Regions from separate parts of the Mus musculus genome. Here region 2 is linked to region 1. A link is a contact called in public HiChIP or PLAC-seq data. All regions are on one chromosome and are shown on one strand. Each heading gives the region's core, a stretch centred on a gene start, on an enhancer-like site or on the middle of the called end of the contact. The rest is flanking DNA. Distances are from core to core; before and after follow the strand shown. Region 1 holds the start of M1ap (meiosis 1 associated protein). Region 2 overlaps M1ap (meiosis 1 associated protein).

Region 1 (2,782 bases), core at 138-2,637:
TTTAGTTTACTTTGTAATTAATGATTTCGTGAACATTTTTGTCTCCTTTGAGAATTACCTTAGAATTGGTTTCTATAAGCTTAAAGGCTCAAGTTGGGCACTAGGGATATAGCCAGAGGAAGAATTTGTTTTGCATCAATCTCTAGGAGGAAGAGAGAGAAGAAAAGGGAGAGTAGGAGAGAGGGAGGGAGCAAAGAGGGAGCGAGAAAGGGAGGAAGGGAAGGAGAGGGAGGGAGGGAGGGAGGGAGGGAGAGAGGGAAGGGAAGGGAAGAGAAGAGGGAAAAGGAAAGTAAAAGAAAATACGTTTTAAGCCAGGTTGTGGTGCTCACACTTGTAATCACAATATTCAGGAGGGTCGAGACAGGAGGATTACTTGAGCAACATGAGTTTCACTTGCAGAGGATCCAGCGCCCTCTTCTGGCCTCTTCAGGCACTGCGCACTCAGCACACAGACATGCAATTAGGTAAAAACACTCATACTCGTACAATAACACTAAATAAACATTTAAAAGACAAAAACAAAAGAAACGAAGCAATGAGGCCATCTTTTTTTAACCTCAAAAACTTTTCATAGACAGACTCTAAATCTGTCCCTTGTAACTCATTAAAATCTTTTTATATCAGCCTCCCACCTAGAATATCTGCTTAATAGTATTTTCCTTAATTATTTCATGAAAGATTAAGAGAAGTAAAAATAATTCTAGTATTCCTACAGTCCAAATTGAGACATACATTACTTTAACAAATACATTAGCAATGCATTAACAAATGCCATTGGATCAGGCATGGTGGCATGCACCTGTAAGACCAAAAAACAGAGACACTGTAAAAAAAAAAAAAAAAAAAGGCAATTTTCTTTTACGAGGGGACAGGGGACACGATGGCCATTGTTTGTGCACTTCCATACCCAAATCATAGCTTACTGCATGGTACAGCTCACCACCAGGGTTACTGAGTAAGAGTTGGCCAACTGAAGAAAGTTGTGGACAGGAAAAGTTAAAGGCAAGAACACAGTAGATCTTGTGTTTGATGGGGGGGGGGGGGTACGAAGAGAAAGTTATCTTCACTATGTTTTTCTGAAATCTACAACTGCTCATGGACCCTAGAGGACTATTCTCAGGACACCCTAGAACTTGAGCGACAACTCCAGGAATGAAGCTGAGTGATTCCCGAGGTCCGGAGCTCGCGGGTGAGGGGCCTTGTGCAGTGAGATGGCCTGATGCCTCACACCCTGGGGCCACAAGCGGCACCAAAGTGATGTCTGAACTTGAGGAGCCTGAGGGGAAGAAGGCCCAGGCGGCGGGAGACTCAGTGGGAGGAGCCTCTGGGAGGGGCGGTGCTACAAGGGGAGGTCCCTATAAGAGAGGAACTCTGAGGCTGAGCCAGCGGAAGGAAGGCGTGCAGGTGCTGAGCTTGAGGTGAGTGAAGGGAACTTCTGAGACGGAGTGGTGGGTGCGCTGAGGGTGCTACCTGAAGAGGGACTCCAGAGAAAGGTGCCCGAAGTGGGGACTCTCTTCAGCAGGTACCTGAGAAAAAATTCGCCTGAGGGAGTTACCAGAACTCGGGGTTGACGGGTTGCCCCAGAAAGAGACTCCTGAAGGAACATGAAGGGAAGGTCTGAGGGGGGACACCAACCGGGTGTCTGGAGGCGTACCTTCCAATTGAAAAATAGTTGCCTAAGTGAGCGACTTAGGTTCTAGGCTGGAGCTTTGGAGCACTAGAGCGTTGCTTTTGTTTGCTGGGGAAGGGGTAACCAAGCAGGAAAGCCTGAGGGACTTGCCCTGGGGAAGGCATCTGAGGTGGACTCTTGAGGGAGCGGAGCCTGAGGTGACCATATCTGAGGGGCAGTGCCTGAAGGAGTTCTCTTGAGTAATCTCCTGAGGAGTTCCCTCGAGAGGCCGTGCCCGAGGTGAGCTTTCCCAGAGATGGCGCTCTCTCTAGGACCAGACAGCCTGACTGAATGGTAATAATGTTCAGTCTTCAGACCTCTGGGCTAAGGAAAGACTGAAGGGCTTGGGAGTCAGAATTGCGCCTCAGAGGTTGGTTTGAGAACACACCTTAGATCCGTGTATCTGGGCGGGTACGAAGGTGCAGCCCGAGAACTGCATCACCATCGCTGGGTCGGTGAAGTCCACTAGGGCTTGGTCGCTTGAGGGGTGACAGGACTAGAGAGGCCCAAGGCCTAAGACCCGCTCTGGCCAGAGCCCTCTGACTGACTGACAGAAGGAAGAATTAATTCATTCTCATTCTTTCATTCATTCATTCTTTCATTCATGCATGCATTCTTTCCCCCTCAATGTCGTGTGTGGGGGGAGGAGTCTGCCTGTCCCCCCCATCTCTGTCTCTGTCTCTCTAACTCTGTCTCTCTGTCCCTCTCTCTTCTCATCTGTCTATCTTTCTGTCTCTGGTCTGGAACTAAGGGTGATATCTCTGTTGGGGTTCAGGAATCACCACACAAAACATACAATCACTGATCTCAGTTAAGCAGAATAGTTTATGTGAGACATAGCTCAGAATTATCTGAAGTATAACAATGGACATCTTTGTCTGTTAGCTTATAAAGGGAAAAAACATGAAAACTATAATGAGTACAGGAAGTACTACCCAGTGGGCCAGCTCTGACTCAAGGTATTTTAGACATAACAACTCATAATTGACCTTTAACTTGATGGGTCCTAGGTGAAGCTTTGTAGAATTTCTTAAGATTAACAAACCACATAACATAACATAACATAACATAACATAACATAACATAACATAACATGGTATGTCATCAGCATGA
Region 2 (2,700 bases), core at 188-2,687, 68 kb after region 1:
TATCCCTCTTGCTCAAGAAAAGCCTGTGCTTTGGAACTTGATAGCCCTCAGTCTGCTCCTTTATTGCTTCCTGACTGTGAACTTCAGAAACATAATCACATCTCTAACTATGGTGTATTTGTGTGTTCAGAACCCTAACAAACACAGTGACCTCCTGCGGTCTAGTGCCTACAGGATGACATATTAAAAAACATTATTCAGTGACCCAAAAGAAATTTTTAACTAATTAATTTGTGTTTTCAAAAACACCAGAGAAGAGCCCTCTTATAACTACAATGGCATAGAAATGAATAGACTTTTCTCCTTCACTCAATAATTATCTGTAACCCAGAGATGCTGTCCCTAAGCCCTTTTACACACATGCGTGCACACACAGTCACTCTCACCACATCCTCTGGGCCTGTTCTTTGCCTTCCTCCTCCCACTCAGCCACAGAGTCTACACTGACTTAGCTTCTCTGACATAATTTGCAGCATTGTGAGGTCTTGTGTAAAATATTCAAGGCCAGCGCTAGCAAGGCTTCTGTGAGCGGTCAGCAGGAGAGAAAGAAAGGGAAGAGGCACATCTGAGACACGCTAGCAGCTCTTGTCTCTGTCACATCTAACCGAAACTATAAAAAGTGCCTTGCATATTTTTGAGTGCTTAGAACTACATGTGTAAACCTGGCACATATCTGGCGTGTGGTTTACACAGAGTTGTTGGCTACTACTTTTATAATTTCCATTTGTTTCCTCCTGTTTTCTTTTTTTCCTGTTTTGATTTTTTCAGACAGCGTCTACATAGTCTTGGCCTTCCTGTAATTGCTATATAGACCAGGCTGGCCTCGAACTCACAGTGATCCACCTGCTGCTGCTTCCTGAGCGCTGGGATTAAAGGCATGTCTCATCGTGCCTGGCTCTTATTGTTTCCTTTCAATATCATTACATTGTTTGTGTGTGTGTATGTGTGTCTGTGTGTGTGAGAACTCACTCACAAATGTAAAGATCAGAGGACAACTTACAGGAGTCAGTTCAAGCCTAATGACCAGAATTTGATCCCTGGGACCTCCACAGTGGAGAGAATCTATACTTGCAATCACTCCCACACCCCACCCACCCCCACCTCTCTCCTCTCTCTTTCACACACACACACATACACACAAACACACACAACTCACACAGACACACAAACACACTCACACATACACCCATACAAACAAACACATGCAGTTTTAAGCATTTAAGACTCTTTACGGTTAAGCCTTAATCGGTGCCTTTGTTTTTATTCTTTCTTTTGTCTTTTGGTTTTCAAACTTACAGTCCTACATGACTTTTTTTTTTTAACATAACAATATTTAGTAAAAGCCTCACCTTGTGAATAAGTGTATTATAGAGGCTTCAGTTGGTAGAGAGGGCTCGCCCTTCCCTGCACCAGGCAGATAGAGCACTCGGGTACCGTGCTGAGTCACAGCTGGGCAGCCATCCTGCTACAGCTCAGCCTATCTTCCAGAGCTTTCAGCGACAAGCCTGGTGTGCTGCGTGTCTCTCCTCACCCTAAAAGGTCTCAACCCTGATCATTTCCACCCAAGTCTCCTTAAACACTTAGCTTCTCTCACGAATTTCTGCCTCCAAATCCATTTAACTCTAGTATATCACAAATGTCCTAAGTGGAAAACTGGCTTGAGTCACACCCTACCCCACCAGCAGATCTCTGCCAAAAGATCTGCTTCCTTGTAAACATCTCTTAACAGATAGGAATCCTAGATTCTGAGCTCCACCACTATGACTACCACCATCCCCTCCCACTCAAAGTCAACGTATGCCCTCAGGGAAATGGAGCTAGCCTAATTCCTACCTCTCTCTGGATCTTTCTCCTCTAGAGACTATAATTGTACCATTAAATCTGTACTTCTTTGTCAGTATTCAAGGACCAGCTTTATACATTTCCCATTGTATTCTCTTCACATAACATAGATTCCACACTATCTAGCTTCTCTGACTGTCCTGGGAGGGAGAAGCGGTCTGAGGTGATCTCTAGATGCAGACGTAGTTGTTATCATGAGCTCTCATCCACCTTTGTCACCCGACTACACACACACAGCACAGTCTCTAATTCACCCCAGCCACTCCGTGTTTTCACTGCCAGGTTCATGAGCTTCCGCACAAGTCAGAGTATAGGTGAGTGTGTTTGATATTCCCTCTCCTCCACCTCTTCATTTGCAGCAGCTTTCTGGACAAGACACATGCTGCACTAATCAGATCCTAGCCATTGGTGTCAACCTATCAGGCTCCTCGGCTGTAAAAGTTACATAACCTTTCCATCTACACTTTGCACAATGCTTTAAGCCTTAGTCAAATGCAGTCAGAAGTGTACTTTCCATTCCCTGGTTTTTTGTTTTGTTTTGTTCTGTTCTGTTCTGTTCTGTTCTGAAATTTGCTCCATTTCTGTCTTCCTCAAAGTTTGTTTTATTTGGGTATCTGACTTTCATCAGAAAAGATTTACCCAGTCTTTCTGATCAATAGTATTCTCTGTCTTTATATTATATGATAACAGTTCTTGGAGACAAGAACAAACATCTCTCCATTCTACATAGGAAATTGATGACAGACCAAAGTAGAGACACCACTAAAGTCCAGTTTGGTGAATCAATGAGTTCTATTGGGATTCCTTAGGGGAATATGGGCAAGGGGTTACTTACAGGAACAGAAATGACTCAGAGAC

Evidence for each region. HiChIP or PLAC-seq counts read pairs in DNA pulled down with a chosen protein or histone mark.
Region 2: a CTCF HiChIP or PLAC-seq map of the NIH/3T3 cell line shows a contact between it and region 1, with 9 read pairs. The contact joins the enhancer-like site here to the promoter of M1ap in region 1. A contact is called at or near these places in 1 of 15 datasets of contacts at CTCF or cohesin (the NIH/3T3 cell line), 3 of 115 datasets of contacts at active chromatin or transcription factors (effector CD8 T cells, embryonic stem cells and pancreatic cancer cells) and 3 of 9 other capture datasets (adipose tissue, liver and pancreatic islet).

What each region holds. Positions count from the first base shown.
Region 1 is chr6:82,945,535-82,948,316 of GRCm38.p6, forward strand. It overlaps M1ap (meiosis 1 associated protein), which reads left to right and starts at 1,388. Exons shown (of 10, transcript NM_033079.2): 1 at 1,388-1,418.
Region 2 is chr6:83,013,209-83,015,908 of GRCm38.p6, forward strand. All of the region lies in intron 7 of M1ap (meiosis 1 associated protein), which reads left to right. The region is part of intron 2 of Gm32644 (a long non-coding RNA gene); the gene reads right to left. Among named protein-coding and RNA genes, the nearest start is that of Gm32644, 7.9 kb to the right of the region's middle. Within about 2 kb of position 1,438, at least 157 of the 459 cell types and tissues checked have an H3K27ac peak or open chromatin away from gene starts, as enhancers often do. A contact at or near this core is called in the NIH/3T3 cell line, effector CD8 T cells and pancreatic cancer cells, where this site is marked.